Regions from separate parts of the Anas platyrhynchos genome. Here region 1 is linked to region 2. A link is a contact called in public Hi-C data. All regions are on one chromosome and are shown on one strand. Each heading gives the region's core, a stretch centred on a gene start, on an enhancer-like site or on the middle of the called end of the contact. The rest is flanking DNA. Distances are from core to core; before and after follow the strand shown.

Region 1 (5,262 bases), core at 363-2,862, 64 kb after region 2:
AAGCTTGGATGTAGGACTGAGAGACTGCAGGGAATTGTTAGCTTGCCTGCTGCAAATCAAGATCAGCCTTCTTACCTTTCGACAATCTTCCTCCCTTTGTTATTTGTGGTTACTATGAAATCTTACTCTAAGAGTCTTTCAGATGCTAGAATTAGATAATATCTCTGGAAAACAGTGCCAGTCTGGATAAACAAAGCCATGAAAATATTTCATGTTACTATACCTATCATCTGGCAAGATTCCATGGAAAAGCACATATGTATAAAAACATATATGTATTATTTAATTGATTCTTTATTATGATTATTGTGTTCATGCATCCATATATCTGTATATAAATATATAGAGATGCATGGGTATTTGCATCTTACATGCAAGTATGTTTTTAGTCGACACAAAACAATCCTATTCCAGGGATGAACCAGATCAGCAGCTGGGTGACACATAACACACCCATTGCCTTTTGTTAAGCAAAGTGATGAGAAGCTCTTCCTGCAAGAGGGACTTTGCACCAAAAAGCCACCCTGTAAACTGCAACAACACTCCTTCCGCAACTGTCACACCCCGAGCAGTAGAGCCAGGGATGAGTCGACTTTAATGAGAATATCCAAAAAATAATAATAAATAAATAAGGAGGAAGGCACTTGTCTATAGCCACAGCATTGTCAGTCTAACAAGTGTAGAGGTTTTGCCATGAATCCCTGAACTCCATGTGTTCACCCAGATATGCAGTTACCATGGTGTCAAAACGAAAACTGTAACATGATTGTCTTGAGGCCACATTATTTACCGTCCCTATGTAAGTCTATAACTATAGTTATAACTATAGTCATAACTATATTTGCTGTAGTTTAAGAAGAGAACAGTCACTTGGACTGTTCCTTTCATCAGCAGCCTCTTTGATGAAGGAGACCCACACTAAAGGCTTAATAATGTATGCATAAACTTGGTCATCTTACAGGTAGACGCATCCATACAGCCACTGTCCTCATATAAAAACATCAGCTGTATTAAATGCAGATCTCACTCATGCGATTTTTCAGTCCCAGCTGACTCTGGCAGCACGACGAGGACTACTGCTCAGCAGCACCACAGGATCCAGCAGCAGATTTGCAATTCCAGATGCCACAATTTGCTTCAGCCCACTTCCATTTTTTTTTTTTTTTTTTAAACTGCTTCTCTTAGGGGACAATAATGAAATCAATCGTTGGATAGTTTTCTGAAGATGAGCATCTGATCAGTGGCTGAAAGAGAGGAAGTGACAAAGAACCCGAGGTCTTGTTCTCACGGAGCAGGCTGTTACAGTATTTCAGTTCGTTTTCCTGAATAAATAAATAAATAAATAAATAAATAAAATCAGGATTTCATGCTAAGTACAAATGAGCAGACTGTTCTGCTTTGCATATTTGTACATGAATCCAGCCCAGAAAAAGAAAAAAAAAATGTACTGAAGGCATTGAAAAAAAAAATAAAATCAGTGCATGGAAAGGGGCTTAATACATTCACAACGTTATTTAGCTCTAACAAAGAGCAGCAACCCCAGATGACCTTCTGGCTCCTGTCTCCACCCAAGTTCCTGGCCTCTGTTCAACGTCCTGGCAAAAGTTGCAGACATCCGCAACGCAATGCCAAGTAGCTGTTTTGTCTGTAGATATGTAATAGAGATTAGACGAGTGGTGGTGGGGAGCTGCTACACATAAAACAGCACCTCCAAACACTGAGCTGGCATCCAATTCCTGTCCACGAGCCCTCTCCCGGTGGTGCCAGGCACCTCCCAAAGGCTTCAGTGGCTCAGCAAGAGCCAAAACTGTCCAGTGCTGCAGCTCACGGGTCCTGCCTCCCTGCCAGGCCCCCTCCCGTGTCAGGACCGAGGCGAGGCTTCCAAGTCAATGATTAACTCCACGCGATGGGGCTCCGCTGGCCGTGCGAGGGGCAGCTAGAGAGCAGGGTCCGTGACATCATGCCTCGCTGGGGTGCTGCCACGGATCACCACTTTGACTCCTGTGCAAGCGAGTGGAGCTGGCGCTGGACTGGAAATGGGAATGCAACCCTGCGCACATGGCTTGTTAACACCTCCCGCGTGGGGTCGGGCTCACACAGCCACCTGAACCGTGCCCATCAGGGAAGCAGCTTGTGTTTTCCTGTAGTGGGCTTTAAAAGAAAGTCTAGTTTGGACTTTAAATACCTTCTTCCTCTCTTTTTCCACTGGAGACAGGAAACAGTTCTTTCATGTGTTTGGAAATACAAATTGTGACTGGCAGAACATTAGAGTGCAGAAAAACAGCTTTGAAAAAAAATAGGTCCTGGAGGGGTGAGCAAGGCAGATTAAAAGTTAGACCCTGCACCTCTCCAGCCAAGCTCTTTAAGTCACACATCCCCAGCTCTAAGAGGTTTGTTTACACTTTCATCGTAGAACTGGCTAGACCTGCAATTTAAGTTAAATGGAAACTGAAAAGGGGGAAAATGTTGGTCTTTCCTTCTTTCTCTTTTTTCTTCTTCTCCTCCTTTTTCTCTTTCTTGCCCTCTTCCTCCTCCACCTCCTCCTCCGCACCCTCCTCTTTTTCTTCCTCCTTCTCCTTCTCCTTCTCCTTCTCCTTCTCCTTCTCCTTCTCCTTCTCCTTCTCCTTTTCCTTCTCCTTCTCCTTCTCCTTCTCCTTCTCCTTCTCCTTCTCCTTCTCCTTCTCCTTCTCCTTCTCCTTCTCCTTCTCCTTCTCCTTCTCCTTCTCCTTCTTCTCCTCACTTATGTATGAAGTGTAAAGAAAGCATCAAATATTAAGCATTTTGCTTCAGCATGTGTTAATTTTTACCATCTATACTCTTACCAAGACCAGTATGACTGGGGAAGGAGTGCAAAGGAAGCTGCTCTAAAACAACATGTTAATTCTGAATAATGTAATATGTACAATTACAGCATTTTGTATAATATGTAATAATTATGCCATATGTTATTAAATTCTCATTGTGCTGATATTTTGGGTGAATAGCAGGCTGCCATGAGAAACCAGGCAGAGAACATGAGGTCTCTATTAGACACACAGATTCAGAAAACACTCTGGGTCTGTTAGGAGACAGACCCAGCAGTCTGCCATGAGGCTTTGCTTCCCTTCCTAGCCAAGTTACAAGACTTGTCACACAGAGCTGTCACAGACAAGCAGATGAGCCACAAGACAGAATTGTTTTGAAGAATTATTTTCCTCTCAGAAAGGTGCTCCAGTGCTGATGACTGGTGCTGCCCCTTCCCTGAGCCTGTTCACCCTCCATCCCCTTGCCTGGCCATCTTGACAAACCCTCACTGCTTTCCCTGCCCCATACTCCATTCCTCCACCTCTGCAGCAGGTTGGGATTAATCTGGCAGCACAGCCTTGTGTGGGAGGATGCTGTGTGTATATGTTCCCTCTGGGAATAATTAACCAAGGTCAATATTGCTAGAGCCCTAGATGGGAAACCGTCAAGAAAAACACAAGTGCCACCGAAAGCTGTGCTGGTAACTTGGTATGCAGGAAACCATCTGAGTCAGAGATGACCCAAACCCTCTGCATAGCAGTATTCAAGCAGGGACCATTTTATTCAAGCATCGCCATCCTCGGGTGCTCTTCCAGCACCCGTTGCTCCCGCATCTCCCTCTCTGCTTGCACCAGGTAGCCACATGGGCCACCAGCTGAGCAGACCACCCCCACAACATGGGCAGGTTACTGAGTGTTGTCAGTGGTGGTCACAGCAGGGGCGAGGTGATTTGAGGAGAAAGCATATGCACTTAACATTTTTCTATAGCAAACCGGCACCTGACATACCCTATCAGGCATGCTTCATTGCACAGAAACAAGCTTCTGAAACTCTGAGCAATTGGTGTGCTTGGCCCTCCCTTGCTGGACTTCTGTTTGGGGCAGCATCCACCGGCATACCCTGTGCTGTGCAACAGGAGAGCAGACAGAGCCACTCTTCATTTGCAGCGGAGTTCACAGCACTGTAATTTACAGAAAAGTGATCTCTATGCAGTTTGTAAGACAATTAGGAACCCTTCAAGAAGGAGGATGTTGGTAAATGATTTTTATCCAACAATTGCAATTCGCCTCCACATTTTTTTGCAGTCCCATGTACACTTGAAGACCCTTATTCCTTTTCTCTTCTGAACAGGGATTGCCTGACTTTTTAAAACTAATAATGGAAAGAACAAATGCATGGTGAAGACTTGAAGAGAGCTCTGCCTGAGAGCAGTGATATGTTGTGAAGATGAGAGGGTGAGAGAAGAGACCTTTGGTGTGTGATGAGACCCAGATGTCCCATTCTGGATGTGTCCAGTGAAGTTACTATGTCAAGTGTTTGTTTAAATTGGGTCCCACTACACAACTGTGTTTATTAGTATAGCAAAGTTGCAATGGCCAAGGGGAAAAAAAGAAAAGAGAGAGAGAGAGAGAGAGGGAGACTTTCCTGATGGAAATGAATTGTGTAGCATAACCTGGTGGTACATAGGACTCTATCATGGTATTTAATGTCTCTCCCCACACTGAGAGACACAGGCACCAGTAGGTCTGTAGAACTATTGGTAGACAGCCAGGGCATACCATTTAATGGAAGGACATCATTAAATATGCCTTTATTTTTATTACTTTGTAATATTATTATGCAGCTGAAATAAATCACAAGATGTTTTTAGTGGGATTCAGTCACAAGCCACAAAAGCAATGAGCAAGGGGGCTCACTTCTTGGTCTCCCTTTAAGCAACCTTCTGTACTCACTGCAAACAGTACAACTTGTGCATAAGGTTCAGCCCAGGGTCTTATCTCTTTCAATATTTTTTAAATGCACTGATAAAAAAGTGAACTCCCAGGACCAAGTTCTATTCTCCTCTAGCTCAAGTCTGCAGGCAAACATGGGATGCAGAGGCCCTGGAACAAACTGGGTGGCTCCATGCTGATCCTGCATCACCATCTCACTGGCCCAGGGCTAATACGTGCCAAAGGAGGAATAGAAGAAGCCTGGTAGAAGCCAAGTGGGTTTCAACTATCTTGCAGGATTCCTGCATTGCTCCAAGCTCCCCTCTCAAATCAGGAAGGTGCAAATGTGCTTCAGGCTTGCCTAATTGGTCAGCTGCAATGCAGCAGCTATCTAGAAGAATTGTTGAGGGAGTTTGGCTCAGCCTTCTGCAACCAGATGGGCAAAATGTGAAGTCTTCAGACATGAGCAGAGAAGTTAAAAAGGAGATGTAAAAATCTGTGCTTGGATACTCATCAAATTGTGACTAAATATCTCAGAGGAAAGGGT
Region 2 (5,586 bases), core at 609-3,108:
AGGGTTCAGCATTAGGGAAGGGTGCCAGAGCCCGGCGGGCAGCATCCCTGCCAGCAGCATCCCAGCCAGCAGCATCCCTGCCAGCAGCCGCTCCCGCTGCCCTGCTGCGGGCAGGAGCCTGGATGCGGCCGCACCGCAACGGGAGGATGCAGCCAAGCGGAGCTGAAGACCTTTTGCTCGGTCGCTGTAAACTCTAGAGGGAGCCTAAGGACAGAGATCAGGCCAGAGTCGGCGTTCCCGGCCTCCTCCTCCCCCCCCCCCCCCCCCCCCCCCCCGCCTCAGGTGCCAGCAGCGCTAGGGATGCTCTGGGGGTCCCTGCTCCGGGGGTGCCTCGCGCCGCACCGGGCTCTGCTCCCCTCGCTGCAGGAGGAGGGCGGCTCAGCCCCGGGCTGGAGACCCTGCTACAAGTCCTGGGTGGCATCTCAGGGGGCGAGGAATGGTCCAGGTGATTTTCGAGCCCCTGCGAGGAGCCTGACTGCGGGCAGGGCTAGGGGTGTCCTTAAAGGGAGCTGTTTTGAAAAGCAAGCGGGTAATCTGTCAGAGCTGGGGAAAGGGGCTGGGCCGTCCCACTGTGCCTAAGGGCAGGTTATACAAACTGTTATGTCTGTGGAAGATCCAGGTTAAATTATTAGCACTCAGAGTTACTCATTCTTTTCCCTCTGGAGCTACAGCAGCTCTCCAATGGTCACCATCCTCCCCTTGACCTGCTAAAGGAGCGGTTCTTCTGAATGATCCTGGAATGGGAAAGAATCTCTTGCCAGGGCTCAAACCACTTCCCTCCCCCCCCACCCACCCACCCTTTTTTTTTTTTTTTTTCCTCAAGTATGCAATGAGAGAGAGAACTTGTGCTGCTTTTGAAGCAGGTGATGCTGGGAGCATCCTAAAGGCAGCAGCAATGCAACTTGCTGGGTGATAAACTCTTAAGAGGACATTCAGTTACAGTCCCCAAAAATAAATGCACATACACCCTTGTGTTTAGTTACCCCGATGAACAATGCTGTTGTGGAGATGAGGTTTAAATCAATAAAACAATTCCTTGCTGTAAACTGGTCTAATTTCTCCAAACAAAACACATCATCAGAACAAAAGGATTTTTGAGCCAGTGTAGCTCCATCTGTGATGAGTTCCCATTTATACATCACATAGCACTTGCCACTTTGCTCGAACAGCAAGTTGCTCACATGAGCATCTTAACTAGAGGCTTCTCGTAGCAGCTAAACAGCCTGCTGCCCTTCATTTTCCATTCTCTTTCCTTACTCATTTCTCCTTACCCCTTTTTTCTTTCCCATTTCCCCTTTCCTTTCCTCCCTGCTGCAGTGCCAATCATATGAAACACTCTGAGGTACAAATACATCGGACAAAGCCCTCTAGATTCAGGGCTGACCTTTACGGTAAAACTGAAGGGCCTTGTCTCCACAGTAGCTCTACCTCGGGCTGGTCAGAAGCAGAAAACGCGGCATTTAGAGTGAGGAAGACAAGCCCCACTCAGGCAAAACACTTCAGGGAGAAGGCACCCCTGCACGGATCCTGCAAAGGGGCTAATAGCACTTTCCCACCTCACTGGGGTACCGCGAAGATGAACTGCTTCATGTTTGTAAAATCCTCTGAGGGTGGAGAGCGCTATGCAAGAGCTAAGTAGTAATAATAGTGATGAACTATTATTGTTACTATGAGATTAAACAGTTTTCCAGCCACTTGCTCAACAACCTATGCCTTTAAGAAAGTTTCTCAATAGATGAATTATATTCAGTGGAAATGAGTTGTTCTGTTTTTCTACAAAGCCTGAAGTGAACCTTTCTGGGAAGGGGATGATATTTTGTAGCAATGTTTTCTCAAGTACAATTCTTTAGGTTCCCAAGTGATGACACATTGTACAGCAATGCTCTTGGCACAGGATGTACATCTGTGAGAAGGGACACTGGCCCCATTTTTTAAAGCCATTCATTAAATAAAAACACCCTATGTCATATGTTATGTTCCTCTGAAATGTTTAAAATTTTTTAGTGCATGAAATCATATGGTGCCTGTATATTTATTTTTTTTTTTGTTCTAGAACGCAGCACTAACCTCTAACTCAGTTACTGAACGTTGTTGGAAGAGCTTGCTATTTTTTGTTAGTGTTGTGTTTTGTTTTCATTTGGTGTGATCCCAACTTTATGCAATCGGCTTTTTCAGAAATACAGAACTATGTAAATGTGATGCTTACAACTGACCACAGAGAGGCCACTCACCAAAAAAATAACCTTACACAAAAACATCTGTAACAATTTTTAGGCACTTAGGGTGCCATTTACATGAGACTCTAGCCTATTTTTAATTTATTTTTTTTCTTCCTCTTTCTCCCCCTGTGGACTATATTAATTGCTTTGGGATCAAGAGGTCTACAAACATCTTCCTTCTATAAACAGAGGAACTGGTCTGGCCACTTTCTAAACCCTTTAAGGGAGATGACCCATCTCAGATAGCAAAATGGTGGCATTAAGTACAATCAGGGCTGTAGCTCAGAGTTCTGGTTCTGGCTTTCCTGGGTCATGTTATTCACGCTGCTGCAACTAGCCACCCATGTTTCTCCTCTCTCTCTTTTCCTGTCTGTTTAGACTTTAAGCTGTTAGAAACGCTCTGTTTGCACAGATCCTGGTACAGTGGGACTTCAGTCTCAGGCAAGGTCTCTGTGTGCTGGGGTAATTACAAATATAACAGTAACAATTACATTTCAAGCTTACCACACCTTGTTTGTGTTAATAAACCCAGCAAGGGAATTATACAGCTCCAGGTTTTGTTTGACCTACAGAAACATGACGTTATTACAGAAAAAGATTGTAAACTGATTCTGCAAGTCTCTGGCAACAAGAAAATCAATATGAGGTAGGTGACAGACAGTTCAAGATAAAAGAAAAAGGACCTCTTCATACCAATGGCCCCACATTGGAATCACACGTGTTCTTTTGGGGCCGTCCCAAAATAATTTCCTCTAAGAAGATCCTCTCATAAGCAACCTGTAAAACAGGTTCAGAAGGATCCCTCCCCTTCTCTCGTCCCTCTAAGAGCTCCTGGCCGTGCTGCCTGTGGCCGTGCTCCTTGCTCCTCCTGAAGCCACCCGCAGCAGCAGGAGTGGTGCCAGGCCAGCAGCCTGGCCAGCCCCGCCACCAACGGGCTGCCCCTGGTGCTTCGCTTCCCCCTAAATCAGCCATGCTTGAAATAGTAGAGCAAGCTGGCACGCAGAAAGGCAAATATTATTTTAGAGAAGCCGGTCTGTTACAAAATGCTCCCTCCCTTCACTCGGGCCATCATTTCAGTTGTGTATGAGAAATACGGAGAAAGAGAGTCCTTTTTATTTACCCGTATTTGTCCTGTGTTTCCCTCATAAAGATTTAAGCATTTCTTGTGGCAGGGGCCTAATCTGCTGTGTTGTGTTTTTTGTTTTTTGTTTTTTTTTTGACTCTAACAAGCTGCCTTGTTGCTTCCTTTGTTCTGGGTGCCAGCAGCTAAACTGGGAGTTCTGTTCAAAGACAAGTACCTGAAAGCATCACTTTAAAGCATTTGTCACCTTGTTATCTCTAGTTTGAAAGGGCTTTTGAGAACAACAACTGCCCAAAGCAGTTTGCAAAGGACAAAGTAAGCATTGCAAATATTGTAGTGTATATTTAATAGTTTTCTTGAACGGCTAAGATGAACCACAGCTGATAATGCAAGAGGCCAGGGTGAAACACAGCCCCTTCACTCTAGATATTTGCAGTTCAGGTATCCAGACCAACCACCCTGACCCTGCTCTTGCTGCGGTGCCTCGAGAAAAGCAAGAAATTCAGACACCTTCTCCCCAGAATAGGTAATTATACTCAAAATACATGAGCCATTCCTCATCAAAAACAGCAGCCTAGGTTAAATCATACTGTGAGGCTTTCATTTACTTTGCATGCTGAAGCCCATGAAGAATCCTGTATTCCAGCTTTTTGCCACAGCTGCACGTGCTAGAAATACATAGATATTATTTCAGGTTCATATTCACAAAAACACCTTGCTTTGGGGGAGGTGACTTCCACAAAGGCACCAAATATCTCAAGGCTTGATAAAATAACCAAGAGTTAGCAGTGTTTTTTCACCCACAATATGAAGGTTCAGCTTTTATTTGCCATGAAAACTATGTGACTTCATGCTGTGCTATAGCTCTTTAGGCCTGCTTTTCAGCACACACACTAGATTTTCAAATCCTATTGAAATAAATGGGAGCTGCAGGTGTTTTCTAACTTAGATATATAGGACCTGAGCATGCTTACAACTGGGATTCTCTTCCTGAATGCTCTAGCAAAGCAAAATATGCCTGACTGGAAAGACATGATCCACTATTTTCTTTTCTGCTATTAATCCTTACCCCAGCTTTGCAACAAATATGTGGGAAATCACAGAAGCAGCAAGAGCTATGGTCTCACTCAGTAACTGCTCCTCAGATCTCCATTATGAGGTGCTAAAGTAAGTTCTTCTACTTGTGGTAGCCTCTAGTTCTTGCAAACCATGTACAACCTCATAGAATTCACTTGCTCTTCTCCCACATTGAACAAAAATACAACAATAACAATAATGCAAGCCCTTGTGGCTTTGTGGATGCCTGAATGCTTCTTTGAGCCCACAGGACTTCAAGACAGCCCTGGGAACCTGCAAACACAGAGACTTCTTAGGCCAGTGAGGGCCCTTTCTAACACGTTCCTTGCAAGTCTTCAGAGCAAACTATTAGACCTTGCTAGACTCTTCCATCAGGTCCTATCACTTCCTGCTGTGGTTGGCTTGCTCAGCCTCAGAGTTAGAAATAAAAATAAATAAATAAATAAATAAAATAATAAGAAAAAAAAAACAACACTCAGCAATCAAAAGAGGCTAGTCAGCCACCCACCAGGCCAAATTAAGCCTGCTGGGAACTCAGGGCCAACTCCTCAAAGGCATTCAGGTGTCTAAACACCTTTGAAACCTGTCTAATGCTCTAGAAGATGGTTGGCAATAAGCCTTCTTGGGGTGCCTAGTGGGGAGGCGAAGGCTAGGCTCTGATGAGTACATGGCTTTGAGGGTGCGAGGTCGCTTCAGGGTTTTAAAAATAATGAGTTTTCCAAACAAGTAAATGTCAGGGTTCTTTTTAATGTCTTCTGCCTTTTGAGACTTCTTCCTTACCCACAGGTACCAGGAGCTCATTTTACTAGAAATGAAAGACTCCAAACTCTCAAGCAATAGCATGGCTTCGGGACCACAGAGTTTCAGACAAAGAACTAATCAACAGAGCAAAGTAGCAAGAAGTGCTCTCACCAGGAACTGAAGTCTGGTTTGGCTGTTCATGTGAAGGGCCAGCTTCAGCTCTGAACATGGGGTCTGCAGAAGGATTTGGGAAGATTTTATTACACCAAATAACTGCAGATGTTCTATTTTCAAGAGTGACTTTGACACTAGGACATCTCAACTTCACTGCAATTGTTTAGACTTCCAAGGTCGGGTTCCCAATAATAATTTCAGTAAAATTATGTAGCTACATTATTCTTCTGCCTGTGAAAACTATTTTGATTTAATTTAGTTGATTTTAGATTGGTACTACCCCCTCTGTGGATA

The links. Hi-C and Micro-C count contacts between places; a contact is called where the count stands out from the background.
Region 1: a Hi-C map of skeletal muscle shows a contact between it and region 2, with 2.5 times the contacts expected there. The contact joins two enhancer-like sites. A contact is called at or near these places in 3 of 8 Hi-C or Micro-C datasets (F1 follicle, liver and skeletal muscle).

What each region holds. Positions count from the first base shown.
Region 1 is chr1:70,221,134-70,226,395 of IASCAAS_PekinDuck_T2T, forward strand. No RefSeq gene overlaps it. Among named protein-coding and RNA genes, the nearest start is that of GPR19, 36 kb to the right of the region's middle. Within about 2 kb of position 1,613, at least 1 of the 8 cell types and tissues checked has an H3K27ac peak or open chromatin away from gene starts, as enhancers often do.
Region 2 is chr1:70,157,388-70,162,973 of IASCAAS_PekinDuck_T2T, forward strand. No RefSeq gene overlaps it. Among named protein-coding and RNA genes, the nearest start is that of CDKN1B, 7.0 kb to the left of the region's middle. Within about 2 kb of position 1,859, at least 2 of the 8 cell types and tissues checked have an H3K27ac peak or open chromatin away from gene starts, as enhancers often do.